Regions from separate parts of the Rattus norvegicus genome. Here region 2 is linked to region 1. Evidence: chromatin contacts called from public Hi-C data. All regions are on one chromosome and are shown on one strand. Each heading gives the region's core, a stretch centred on a gene start, on an enhancer-like site or on the middle of the called end of the contact. The rest is flanking DNA. Distances are from core to core; before and after follow the strand shown.

The links. A called contact is a pair of places that touch in the nucleus more often than the background predicts.
Region 2: a contact with region 1 is called in a Hi-C map of prefrontal cortex, with 1.9 times the contacts expected there. The contact joins the enhancer-like site here to the promoter of Serp2 in region 1. A contact is called at or near these places in 2 of 12 Hi-C or Micro-C datasets (frontal cortex and prefrontal cortex).

The regions. Positions count from the first base shown.
Region 1 is chr15:58,309,702-58,316,999 of GRCr8, forward strand. It overlaps Serp2 (stress-associated endoplasmic reticulum protein family member 2), which reads right to left and starts at 3,523. Exons shown (of 3, transcript NM_001394792.1): 1 at 3,256-3,523. The coding sequence starts at 3,339. It overlaps LOC120097114 (a long non-coding RNA gene), which reads left to right and starts at 3,749. Exons shown (of 2, transcript XR_005494361.2): 1 at 3,749-3,859; 2 at 3,987-4,328.
Region 2 is chr15:58,407,554-58,414,851 of GRCr8, forward strand. No RefSeq gene overlaps it. Among named protein-coding and RNA genes, the nearest start is that of Serp2, 98 kb to the left of the region's middle. Within about 2 kb of position 3,963, at least 10 of the 93 cell types and tissues checked have an H3K27ac peak or open chromatin away from gene starts, as enhancers often do. A contact at or near this core is called in prefrontal cortex, where this site is marked.

The DNA.
Region 1 (7,298 bases), core at 2,273-4,772:
GCGCTTGCCTAAGAAGCTCAAGGCCCTGGGTTCAGTCCCCAGCTCCGAAAAAAAGAAAAAAAAATTCACAATAAAAACTTTAGTGTGTCACCAAGATTGGGCTAACCTCATATCAAGTAAACAACAGATTTTAAAGTCACTTGAGCAGAGTGTGACATCTGCCCGTCCCGGCTCTCTTCTAGAACCTTACTGTCCTAGTTTCTCTCAGAAACCAATTGCGTTGCCACTGTTGTAACTCGTGACACAGTATGAAAACATTTGCCTCAGCTCGATTCCCAGCAAATCAAATAAGGGAACCCACGGGTCTCTATATGAATCACTTGGCTACTAAGGATGCCAAGTGGAGTCCTGTATTTTATACCTACAGCCCAAATTATCATCTCATAGCCCGGTGTACATAATACAAAACCCTTTTGGAAGACATTCCCCAGTGAATGGAAATCAGTTGTGGACTTTCAGAGCCCTGGAGCACACGACTGATCATAACGCCAGTACATCCCCTTTAGAGAGTCTTAATTTTTCCTGGAAAGTGCCAATGGGGTGCCAGTACAGCCCACCCGAGCACCATTGTACTGCTGCAAACGACAGAGGAAAAGGTGTCTCTACAGTGATTCACCTCAAACATGAGGGCCCAACATGTGAAGGGTTGTCTTTTTCTCTGATAAAATCCTTGCAGGGCAGCCCAGAATTCTGCAACCTAAATTCCCTTACATTGTGGAGGAATTCCTACTGTCCAACCCTCCCCCTCCCACAACAACCCTTCATTTTCTGTTTCTTACATCAATCTGGGAGGAAAACATTTGTTTACCCAAAAGCCATTAGCTAATCATGAAAGACAAGCATCCGCCACATACAGTGACAGAGGCTGACTTCTGAACAGTGAGCTTGAGTTTTTTCAACTGGAACTTGCAAATCTGTTCCCATTTACTTAAGTCTACACAGGATTAGTTACTAATGTTTGGCCTCAGATGCAGACAAGGGACTGAGGTGCACATTTTACATATCAAAGCACCTTGGCCTCCAGGTCCCGAGGCATCCCTCAGTCTCTTCCTGCCCCCAACCCTGCCAGGCCAGAGGCTGGGCCTGGCTGTCCTTCTCCCAGAGGCTCTTCCTTATATCCAGACATTTTGGTGTTCTCTCTCTCTCCCTCACTTCCTCCCCTTCCCTCTCCCTCTTCCTTATCCCCTCCCTCTCCCTCTCTCCTATTTTGGTCTCCTCTCGGTCTCCCTCTCGTTTTCTTCTCTTCTGCATGCCCCCTTTCTCTCCCCCACCACCCTATGGTGACTTCAGTAGTCTCCTTCCGTGGGGCCAGTGAATTTGACCAAGAGCCGCTTCCCAGTCAACCTGTCTTTAATCTAATCTGGCTTGAATTGGCTCACTTCACTGGCGGAGAAATAACCTAGAAACTTCTATCAAAGTACAACCACATTTGACTTGTAATTAAAACAAGAAGATTCAGGATTTACAGAGAAAAAATTTGTTTTCCTTTTGGATGCTGATCCACTTACAATGTGACTAACCAAACGCCCCCTCAAAACAACTGGAAGCAGTTTATGGGGGCTTGGTTTTGAAGCCTTCCATTACAAATTTAGTCTGGTCAGTTACAGGTCCTCGTAGGCGCCACAGCATTGTTGAGGAGGGCCATCCGTGGTACAGCAGAACCTTTTAAGTGCACTTATACCATACATTAAATGGGATTTAATGTAGCTGGGAAAGTTGTGTTGGATTGCAGATGGCTGGTTACATCCACTACAGAGCCTTTTCCTGTTTTATTTTCTTATTTTGAAGCCAACAATTTTTTTTCTTTGTTTTAGGCCCTCAACATTCTCTCAAGTCTATGGAGGCCAATGGGGAAAACAGCCTTGCAGATAACTCAGTGCTTGAGTCCTTGCCCTGGCCCCCACAGAAGCTGTCAGCTGAGATCATTTTACCTCTGAACTCGGTTTCCTTCACTCATTAGGAAGAACCACGTCTACTTATTTCCACTATGTCAGCAGATGGGTCTGCCACCTTGAGAAGGAAGAAATGAACTGCTAGGAGCATAAAATAATTGCCTTTAATGTCAACTTGGGCAGTGGCGCCCCACCCCCACCCAGTAAAACCTCATGGGGGAAACAGAACCCTGCGAAAAATGTGGTTCCCATTCTATGGTGCCTTGGCATTTTGTCTCCTCTAATCTCAGCTAAATGCTCTAGTTCCCCAAAGAAGGAATTTTAAGGGTTACTTAAGCCTGGAACTGTGTATAAAGCTCTGAGTGGAGTTTGACGTCATGGCTTCTCTGCCACAATTCTGCTTGGTTTAACAAGGATTCCGGTGTGATGACTACATATCCAGCTTTTCCCTCAGTTAATCAAACCAACATAATGTCTTTGCTAAAAGGCATTGCCTCATCAAGTCTGCGTTTCCAGACAAACCCCAAGCTTCGGCTGGACTTCCCCTTAATCTTAGGGGATAATAGATTCCAGGCGCCTTTGCAAACCAGTTCTTCGAATCCGATGCAACCCACTCAAGCCTTGGATGGTTCAAAGTCACAGGCCTGACGTTTTCTGTAACAGACAACCTGGTTTCCTTAAGGAAACCTCTGCACTTACGGTACATAGCTTACTTAAGATTCCAGGGGTAAAGCTTTAATACACAGTCTGGAAGCAAAGAACCCCGGGCAATAAGATGGTCTCTACAGTTACAGCATCATAATGAGCCAGAATCTATAGGGTGAACGATAGGCAGTAACGAAGAGAAAGAGGAGGGTGGAGCGAAATGTAGCTCGGAAACTCACGCCCTACTTTAAATCCTTTCAGTATGTACATACAGGGAGAAGAGACAAAAAAAGGTGGAAAGAAAACCTTAGCATGGGGGTAGGGAGGGTCCAGGGGCGGAGTCTAGAACTGGGGATAAGTGGCATTCTATCATTCGTTCGTTCCCTCATTCATTCATTCATTCATTCATTCATTCATTCATTCACCTACTAGGCTTTTAGCCCAGTTGGTTTCATTGGCCCCTTAAGATGCAGCTTTTAGCCTTTTTCAAGGACGATGGCTCATTCTCTTCTGGAGAGGCTCCACCAACCAGAGCCCTCTCCGCCCATGAGAAAGCAGAGCAGTCTGCGCCCCCAGAGCCCGGCTGGGTCCCCCAGCCTGCGGGACCCCGGAGGAGGGGCTGGGAGGCCTGGCTCGGAGCCCGTGGCCCGCCCGCTCCGCCCCGCTCCGCCCCGCGGGTCCTGCCAGCTCGGCCCGGCCGGCGCCGCCCCCGCCTTACCAAGGTTTTGGCTACGTTTCCCCTCTGGGTGATGTTTTTGCTGTGCTTCTCGTTAGCCATCCGGATCCGCTGTTTGGCCACCATGGCTTGGGCGCTTGGAGATGCTCTCGACTCCCACCTGCAAGGATGGCCGGGATGAGCCGTAGCCGCAAGGCCCCGCGGCTTGCCCGGGCGCTGCAGGTGGCAAGGCGCGGCCGAGCCCCGCACACCCCGCTCCCCGAGCCCCAGCCAGCCGGCTCCAGAGAGAGGCCAGCGCGCGGACGGAAGTAATCTCTCATCTCAGGAAACCCTCTCCGACTTCCTCGCCATCCTTCCGGTCCCCCCAGCTACCTACCCTACGCGGCCACCGAGGCAGGAGGCGGGAAGCGGGAGGCGGGCGCTGCTACAGCGCCGCGCGCCGAGCCAAGGGCACCGTGGCCCAGGGTGTCCGGGTCCTGAGATCGAACGCTGCGGGGCATAGGGTTCGGGCGACCGGGCGTTTGTGCGTGCGTGGGGGGTGGGGACGCAGCCGCACCCAGCCTGGTGACCTCTGACTGTTTCATGACCACCTCGGGCCAGGCAGGGATTGGGGCACTGGTGCTTCAAGCTGAAGGCTAGACCCTAGGTAGTGAGCGCTGAGCCTCAGAAAGCAAATTGAGCCTGACCAGGTTTGGGTAGTACTGTTGGGAAACACCCTGAAGGAACCTGCCCTTTAGGTGTCTGAGGAAACCCCACTTTGGCACTTTCTACAGGGTTGTGCGAAGAGACCCTTTGTGACATAGGAAGAGGAGCCGGAAAGCCTCAGGGTCGAGTTGGACCAGGCCTTCTCACCTTGGTAGTGGTGGGCATCACACTAGTAGATTGACCGCGAAACAACTGAGTGGACCATAAAGGGCGAAGAGATAGTAAGCCTACGGCACAGGAAGATTTTGATGGTCACTACCCATAGCCAAAGTGTTGACCAAGCTTGAACTCCCACCACCAGCACCACCACCACCACCACTGCCTTGGGGCATCTTGGACCTTCTCAGCTACTGTGTGTGGTCTCCCAGACAAGTACTGGGATTTGCTATTCAGTAAAAGGACAAAACCAATGTTTGAATCTCCAGATGCTGACACCAAGCTGTAGCTAGTAAAGGAGGAGCTTAACTGCTCATCTTTCCATAGCAAACAGGCTCCTTGGAGCCCAGGAGGAGGAAAATCTGGGGAAGCGGGAAGAGGTGATCCAGGGTTAGGGCAACACAAAATAACACTACAGAGCGAGGAACGAGAGCTGTGTAGACCAGATATGGCTGAGACATCTCTCATCCTATCTTCCAGCATCCTCCAAACATCTGGAGGCTGTTTCAATGGGCTCTGGTATGGGCAGAATTTATGTGGTAGGAAGCTAGGAAGAGCTCTTTTGATACCATTTGTCTTAGTTTGGGTTTCTGTTGTTGGGATGAAACTCAAACAGGGCAGGAACTTGGAGTCAGGAACCTGGGGGCAGGAACCTGGAGGCAGGAGCTGATGCAGAGGCCATGGAGGGTGCTGCTGACTGGTTACTTTTTCTGGCTTGCTCAGCCTGCTTTCTCATAGACTCTAGGACCACCAGCTCAGGGACGGCACCACCCACCATGGGCTGGGCCCTTCCCCTTCATTCCATACTTAAGGGAACGCCTTACAGTTGGATCTCATAGACATTTCTCAGCTGATGAACCTTCCACTCTGAAGACGCTAGCTTGGGTCAAGTCAGACAAAACCAGCCCATACACCCTTCTATCAACTGGTTAGAAATCTTTTCACTTGAATGACCAACTACTGGCTTCATAAACATTATGAACAGCCACCAACATCACAGGACCATTTGAGACTTCTCTGGTCCCTGTTTTTAAGGACCACTGACTTTTATGTAGGGGAAGTGTTTGGGCATCTCTACCTCCTGAGAAGGGCTATTATATAAGACCCATGGGTGCTTCTGTCTGTCCCTCAGTTACTTCAGTAACTAGGCAGAGTAAGGGCCAATTCTCACTGAAGCTGACGAGAGACCAGGCTCAGGGGGACATTCAGAGTAGTGAGGTTGAAAGGCTGTTTCTACTTTGAGACTTCAAGCAGTATTCCTAGCTCCACAGAGGCAACCTTATTGAGGGAAATTTATTATTTCTTGTTCTTTGTTTTGTTTGTTAGGGAACAATCTTATGCCTTTAATTTTTACTTTATGACATTTTAAATTAGTTTTAATTAAATAGAGGACCTGTTCACAGTGAAAAGTCCAGGGAAAAACCCTCTATTCCCGCATTTTCCAAGTTGCTTTCCTAGTATTCAATTAGTCATCTATCTAGCATCTATATCTATCTATCTATCTATCTATCTATCTATCTATCTATCTATCTATCTATCTATCTATCTATGTACCTACCCACCTATCTGTCATCAGCCTGCCCATTTTTAGACTCCCTTCAAAAGTTCAAATAGAAGCAGAGTGTGGCAATGAAGATCTATTCCCACATTCCAGAGGCTGACACAGGGGAGTCTCTGTTTAAGGCCAGCCTAGGCTATATATGAAGACCCTACTTTACAAGGAAAACAAAACTACCAAGGCAAATGGAGTGATGCCTTTCTGTCACCTTGCTGTCTCCGTGCTTAATGTATCAAGAGCTCTGTTGTAACTCTATACAGTAACCCCTGTTTTACACTTGCCCCCACAATATGAATATATAGTGATATATCGGACAGTGCCATTGGTAGGTGGTTACCAACACCCTTCGTTGAACAATAATATCTTTATTGGTTGAACAACCCCCAGTAAAGCATCTCTGTGCATGTAATTTTATGCACCTTTGCAGGTATAACTATGTGATATTGGGGAGTATATCATTATTGTAACTGTACTTCCTTCCTGGCAAGCTTCTCCAACCTTGAAATCTCTATATTAACCTGAATGCCTTTTGTTTGCTAAACAGCACTCGGGTTGAAGGGGTCCTGAGTAGCTTATAGATGGAGAATGGTCACTAGAAAGACCAAAGCATGACTTGAGTTGGGACTTTTGTTCCTGTTCCAAACCCCCAGAGAAGGAAGAATGGCCACAAGTTGAGTTGATTACCAAACCAATGATGCAACCAACCACATCAGAGTAATAAAGATTTAATAGAATCCTTAAAATATTTCATTGAGCGAGTCCCTGGGTGGCCAAGCATGGTAGGCTCACAGATGGTGAAACCGGCCTGCTCCCTTACCCTGACCTTTGCTTCTCTTTCATCTGCTGCTTTGTAAACCTTTATAACATGCTCCGTGTTTTCCTGAGCTCTCTGAAATGTTCTAGGGAACTGCTTGTGTTAGTTACTCTTCTCATTGCTACAACCAAATAACCGACAGAAGCAAAGTCAGGAAGAAGGGTTTGTCTGGGCTCACAGTTAAAGAGTAAGTCATCATGGCCAGCTATCCTGGCATCAGGCGCTTGAGGAAGATGGTCACAGCATCTGGGAAGGAAGCAACAAGCTATGCTACTTCTGTGGAGTTTCTCCTCCTTCTGTGTCTGGAATCACAGCCAGTGGAACGGTGGTGCCCACAGTTAGGATGATGGATTTTACCACTTCAGTTAACCCAATCTAGAAAGTCTCTCAGTCTTCCAGAGGTTTGCCTTCTAGATAATCTAGACCATGTCAGGCTCATAATCCAAATGAACCATCACATTAGTCAGACTGCAGGGAACCGTGGGAGCCTCAGTCTTTACATCTACAGCCCTGTTGCTTAGATGTATGATGGACTGACTGGGACTGGCATCTGAAGCAGGGCAGGCTTGGGGACTGAGGCCTTAACCTGTGGGGTTGAAGGCTACCTCCAGGTTTATGGTGTCCATATGAGAGCCGAGTTGAATTAGGGGCCACTGGTTTGGTGTTCACTCCAGACTTGCTTTGCCAGTGTTGAAGTAGCCCCCTTTCTCACTTGTCAGAAAGTCCTGCTGACCATGAAAGAGCAGGGGAAGCACGTTGGGCTTTGCTCTATTACCATACTGTGGAATTAGGTTCTTGCTAGTGAAATTAATATAATTTCTGTCAGGGGAGTTCCTGGTCTTGGTTCTGGAA
Region 2 (7,298 bases), core at 2,713-5,212, 98 kb after region 1:
ATGGAGTATGTCCTAGGAGTTGTAAATGGAAATAAATCCATTCCTTCCTAAGTTGCTTTTGGTCATGATGGTTTGTCACAGCAGTAGAAACCTGAGACTGTGCACACTGGTGTTTGAATTTGTCAAACTGCTTGAGAGTTGGTTGTAGGCTTTGCAATCTTTCATCTCCAAATACTTCAGATTCCAAGTTCTAGGAAATGGGGCAGTCGTCTATGGAGCAGCAGTATACCTTTACCACTAAAAGATTTCACAATTATACAAAACACTGTTTAATATGCAACTTGCGTTCAATTCTTTACCCCCATTACTATATTTTATGAACATTAAAAATATGGCAGGATCTAATGCAAGCCAGTCATTGTCATGTCTCTTTAGGCTCCTTTAGAGAATAGTTCTTCAGATGTTTTGTGGCCTTTCCATGACAGTGCGATATATATATTTTTTTATATTTTGCAGTCTCACTGTAAACAGTCGACCCTTGGACTGTTGGCCTTCTTATCACCTTAGTTTAGTTTTGGGGTACAGCACCCGGCCAGTAAGTACAGCATCTGTGACAGTGATTTACCCCTAAGAGTCTCTTGTGGGAGTTCAGAGATGCTAGGTATTCCTGCTTCTTCTCCATCACTGTGATAAAACCCTGTCAACAGGAACAACTTAGAAAGGACTCTATTTGAGTTGATAAGGTTACAGTCCATTATTGAGGGAGTCAGGGCAAGAGCTCAAAAGGAACACAAAGCAGAAAAGGTGGGGATATACTGTTTTTAGTCTGTTCCCAGGCTTATCCTTCACTGGTTTTCTTATACAGCCCAGGATCACCTGCCAAGGGAATGATGCTGCCCTCAGTGGGCTGAGCACTACTGTATCAAAAAAAGCAAGCAAGACGACCCCCAATAGAAATACCCACAGGCCAGTTGATCTACAAAATGCTTCAACTGAGATTCTTCTCAGGTGACTCTAGACCCTGTCAAGTTGACAGTTAAAGCTGAACAGGGACTTGAGAAGAACTTTGTTAGATAGAAGTGGGAGGGTTTTATCAAGTCTCCCTTTAGATGCAGTGGAGCCAAATACCTTTACACATTTCTTCTTGCTGTTATCCTCCAAGGTAAAGGTTGTGATTTACTTCTTTTTTTCATGGTAAAAACTCTTTTGTGGGATAGAATCCCAACAGTTATGTGAATGTAGGCTTTACAGTCTTGTAAATGGATGAATAACTGAAAGAAAAACGATGTTACGATTTCACTTTCCCGATTGACGTGGGAAGCATTGGCAGGAGGATGGGGTTGGGGGCAGTGTTTAATTCTTCCAAGCTTAGAGGAAGAGATTAAGAAACGTAAGCTGAGAGATCTGAAGAAAACCTATTTTTAGCAGAATTTTATTACTGGGAGTTCATGATAGAACAGGAAAGGCAGGCACTTGAGTTTCCTCCTAAAGAGAGTTTCCTGCTGCTGACATTTCCATCCCTTATTTTGAGGAGTGTGTAGGCGGCCAGGACCCTCCCTTCTGTCCCCCCCCCCCCCCATTGCAGTGCAGGTCATGCTTGCCAGTGTCTCTGACTGCTCTCAGGGAATGGATTGAAATGAAAATGGGGTTCACTTGGAAGCACTGAGTGGACACTTGCAGCTGCTCTGGAGAACTGGCTCTTCTCAGAGCAGGAGGTGAGGCAGATACAAGCCCGGCTTCAGGACTCCAGAGTCCTTTGATGGAGCAGCCTTCTGAGCCTGGACATGTCGCAGGCCAGGCAGAATGGAGCTAGTGGCTAGGTTTACCCATCTGTTCCTAAGACTGAATCCTACCTGGCAGGTATAAGAGCTGTGAGCAATGTCTCAGAGGAGAAAGTTGTTTTTATTAGGCTGGGTTTCAAACAAGCAATGATGTTTGTCATTTGAAAAGCATTTTCATAAGCCAGGTTTACTCTTCCCATTGGCTGCACACATAGGTGAAGGAAGGAACCACTCACTGGGAATTCAGTCTGTCTGCCCTGAGCTGCTTCCTCTAGCCCTGGTTTCTTTGTCTAGGAAAAAGGGCACTCGCTGTGATCTTCGCCATCTTTAAAGAGCTGATGCTACCACCTCTCCCTTCCACTTTCCCATGAGCTCTTCAGCTGGTACCAGGACTGCACAGAGGGGACTACAGGGCTTGGAAAAGCCAGGCTCTCCCTGGGTATCCGAGGGAGATGGGATATGGTGCATGCACACGCATGTGTCCATGTATGTGCCTGTTTGGGTGTATGTCAGTTTGGGTAGCTGTTAGATGGTGGCATGTTCAGTCCTTCTCCATAAGAGGTACAGTGCATTTCAACGTGTCACTCACAGGGAAGACTTCAAGTGAGCATGACAGGCTCTATCCACAATATCAGCTAACTTTGGGTGGCCCTTATCAGTCACAAGAACCACAGCTTAGCATTTGTAGAACAGATAAGGGGGGAGCTGGCATGGGAAGAAGCAGGGCCCACCAAAGGGCATGCTGGATGGTTCGATCCTGCCATAACAGACCTGCACCTTAAAGAAATGACCTTAAAGGCCTGTTCAGCTCTCCTCCACTGAAGCGAGTCAGTCAGGCACCCCATTAAAATCTCACCCTTGTGTAGCTTTGTGCCCATGCCTGGAACAGAAAGTATATGAAATTGTACAACAGAGGGGGGGGGGAAGTGGCCATCAAATCCTAGAGGCAATTTTTCCCAGGCTTAAGCAGGGATTTAGCAAATCTACAAAACACAGAACCCAAACAATTCAGAAAGAATCCATTGACTATGCCCATGTTCATAGCATCTTTACTTATAATAACCCAAATATGGAAGGAACTACAGTATTTGGCAGAGAGCAAGGGTGGGAGAAGTGTGTGACGTATACAGTTAATGGAATAATCTTCAGCTTTCATAAGGCAGGCAATTCTGCCCCTTACAACATGGACGGACTGTGAGGACTTATACTTAGTGGGATGAGTCAAGTCACAGAAAAGTGATGACTGTATAGATCCTCTCATGTAGGGATAGGAGGGGCCCTTAGCACAGACGACTCTGAAACACAAAGCAGAAAGAAAAGCCTGAGGGAGGGGGCCACAGAGAGTCCGTCCGTCTGAAGGGAGCTCAGCATTCAGGCTCTGCCACAGTGGTTCTAACCTTCTTATCGCCACGACCCGATCCGTAAGTCCAGTTCCTCATGTTGCGATGACCCCCAACCATAGAATCATTTCGTTGCCTCTTCATAATGATCATTTTGCTACTATTTTGTGTCATAGTGTAAGTATCTGGTATGCAGAATATTTGAAATGCAAGCCCCCAAGGGGGTTTGCGACCCACAGGTTGAGAACTACCGCTCTACAAGATGACAAGCTCTAGAGAGCAGCTGTAGACCGGTGTGCATACACTTTGTGTTATTGCTCATGCAAAAGTGACTGAGACATATCTCTATATATGTACACATATGTAAATAAAATAACTCAAGACAGGCCAGTTCTAAAACGACTCACTAATGAATGGCTTTTCTTACCTAGTATCTCAAGGTTCCTGGGGACTGCCAAGTGTGGCCACCAGAGCAAGGCTTGGGGGAGGCTTGCTGGGAGCAGAGGTAGGTCATCTACTGACCCTGGGCTTCCTATGAATTCCTCCATCATGATGCATAGAGGGACGTTTACAATAACAGTGCCTTCTTCTATGTAGTTAATCCTGGTGGTCTAGGAGCTGCATTTCTTCAAGGTTTCTGGCAGTGACTGGCTTGACCCTCCTTCAGAACAAACCATAAGAAGTTGGACAGATAGGAGGATGCCACCAGGGACCCATTAGCTCTCTGCAGAGTGTTGTAATGTTATAGTAGATCCTCCTTCACAATAGGAACAAAATCATAGGTTTTATTTAACAGAAGAAGCAGATGATCAACTTAGCAGTACTACAAGGCACAATCACAGCACCCACTCTTGTGATCGTATTCACACCGGGGAAGGGCTAATGACATCACGAAGCTTGGCACGCATGGAGGCGGTGCAGCAAATTAAATTGAGGAAAGTAGTGGGAGAATTGAGTCACTTCACGTACAGGGTAGCGTAGGCAAGACACTCAGAAAAGACAGTGTTGTACGCAACAGTATGGTCCGAGTCAGTTTCAGCAAGAAGACATACAGGGAGTTATTCACCACATGCAGCTTTATGAGCTTTGAACTATTTCCATAGACTCAATCTCTCTCTCTCTCTCTCTCTCTCTCTCTCTCTCTCTCTCTCTCTCTCTCTCTCTCTCTCTGTGTGTGTGTGTTTGTGTGTGTGTGTGTGTGTGATGTTCCGCAAGTTGGACCCGAGCCATCAGCATGGAGAGGACATACCTACATTTGTGCTGGTATGTTTGTTGAGTTTGTTAAAGATCTCCCTAGATGAGACCACCGTATGGTCTACCTGTGAGCAGACCTGGAGATCTTCAACTCCGACTACATGGGACAAGTATCGGGAATTATCAGCAATGACTAAACTTGCACTGAGGATTTTCCACCTTTGGCGTTCAACATATTCATAGAAATCTGTAAATGGGAAAAATAGTTTGTTGCTTATATTTATGGAATCTTTGTCAGGCCAGCTGCTGGTCCTCTTCTCCCACGTGTGTCCGACCCTCTCCTGTTCTGCACATCCCTCTTGTACCATGTAATCAGCTCTAGGTGTGGCCGTTTCTTTTGTTAAGGAGGCTTGCCTCAAGTATGGAGACTAATACATGTGATATCAGCAAATGCTTTATATTATCCTATACTGCTCAAGTAGCATCTCAGTCTGCTTTCTGTTAGTACGATAAAGTTTATGACCAAAAGCAAGTTGGGGAGGAGAATATTTATTTGGCTTACATGTACTGATCACAGTGCATTATTGAGGAAAGTCAGGGAAGGAACCTGTAGGCAGGCACCGAAGAAAAGACCATGTAGGGATACTGCTTACTGGCTTGCTCAGCCTGCTTTCTTGTCCACACCAGGACCATCTGCCCAGGGGTGGTGCTACCCACAGTGTGCTGGAGCCTCCCACATCAGTCATTAACAACAGCAGCAGCAGCAGCAACAACAACAGCAGCAATAGCAACAACAGCAACAGCAACATACCATAGACATGTCCACAGGTCAATCTGTGGAGGTAATTCCTCATTTGAGAGTCTTTCTTCCCCAGATATATTTAAGTGTGTGCTTATTGACACAAAGTAACCAGGACAAGCATGGTGACCTCAAGAATTCTTCAGTCAACTCCTGTTTTCTGTCTTTGGCTCCTAGACTTGCTTTGCATATCTGTCTGGGGTCACAGCCATCCTTTATCAGCCGTTGCAGTCCTTGCTGCACTTGTTGCCATGGAGATCTTGCCTGAGTCCAGGAGGGGGTTCTTTGGAGCTCTTTGAACAGGAACTCACTTGCTGAGGAGGAGGCATGTTGAAACCAATGACTACACAGGTCATAGACTCTTCGGGGAGAACCTCCCACTATTAATCTGCTAAATGGGTACATTATTAAACTGGCTTGTAATGACATATATATATATATTACTATACCTGTAGATTTTAGTTGCACTTCTCGGCCCTCATCAGAGAAACATTAACACAGAGTCAGCACTGAGTCGAGGTGCAGAGATTAATAGACGATGTAGTGTCTTTAAATCGCATATCACTCTCAATAATATAATAGATAATCTCCTGATCGTTATCGGCCCCTCCTGAAGCTCAGGGATCATTGTGGCAGAGGGGCAGAAACAATGTAAGAGCCAAAGGCAAGGAGTCAGGATTTTCCAGACACTGCAGGCAGTTGCGTCATCTCTCAGCAGTGATAAGATCGTGCACCTGATCTGTGTGAGCCTAAACCAGGTGGGAGGTGAGTGTGAAGGCTCGCCCCAAGTGGAGGAGCCATTGGCATAGGAGACTCAGTTTAAGGTGTGGTCTCTGGGAGGTTGACGATACTCTAGTGGATGGCCACACGTCCAAGAGTATGTAGCAGTGCTGATTGGACTTAGTGGGTTTTTGTTTGTTTGTTTCTTTAGAGATTGCAAGTTGCATGGGTAGGGAGGTAGGGTAGAACTTGGAAGACTTGGGGGAGAGGGTGAATACGATCAAAATAAATTGTATAAAATTCAAAATATTAATTTTTTTAAAACAGGAAAAGATTCCGACTTGGGAATCTTGGGAAGTCTGGGAGCCTGGACACTTCCTCGGGGAAAGCAATGGACCTTTTCAGGATATGGGAAGTGGGAACTATTTTCTGGCTGGCTCGCCATGACCTGCATCATGGAAGCAGGATGCTCTCCTGATATTTGCTCAGTTAGCAAATATCGACTTAATATTTCCAAGGATATTAACTGCTCCAAGACAATGAAAAATATATCATTTGTCCTCCATGACCTTCTGGTATCATCAGGAAAGACTCATATATCCACCTAGACTGTCTCACATAGTGTAGTGGTGAAGTCTATGGAAAAGCTCTCTGTGGGTGAAGAGGAGGCACCCAAAGCTGTCGGAAGTGGGTCCAAATCAACTCAGTCTTCTATGACCTTAGCACATGGGAGGCTGAGGCAGAAGGGTTTCTGTGAACTTCAGGCTGCCCTAGGTTACTCATGACTTTCAGGCTAATCTGGACTACAGAACGAGACCCATTCTTAAAAAACAAACAAACAAACAAACAAACAAAAAAAAACCCAACAAAAAACAACAAAAAAAACCCCCAAAACCCTAGCTAACTAAAATCCTTAGTGCACTTCCCCACAGAACACCACCATCACCACCACCACTACCACCAAACCCAAACAAAAACAAACAAACCATTCTAGGGTAGGAGGTAGGGGATAGAGATACAGTTTAGTCAGCAGTAAAGTACTTGCTATGCAACCAGGGGACCATCCTCACAACCTTTGTTAAAGCTAGTTATTGTGTATTGTTGTAAGCCTACGGCCCTAGACACAGAAACAGGGGTCCTCAGAAGGTATTGGATTGCTGGCCAAGCTGAATCCATGAGGTCCAGGTTCAGTGAGACTCCTTAAAAAAGACAGAGGACAATTGAGGAAAAGATCCAGTGTCGGCCTTTGGCCTCCACATGTATCCACACACACACACGTAGTACACACATGAATGTTTAAAACATTCATAACAGACACATGACTTAAAATATTTTCAGAGGGACTCCGTGGGAGGAAATATGTTTATGAGTGTTAACCCCAGGGGCCCAACTACATTCTCAATGAATAGTGGGGGAAATTCTCTTCATGCTTCTTTCAGAAGGAAGAAAGAAACCACACTGAGAAAGCAAGTGCCCTCCGCTCCTCTGAGCTAGGTCTACCCTTAGGGGAAGCTGCTTTATTGA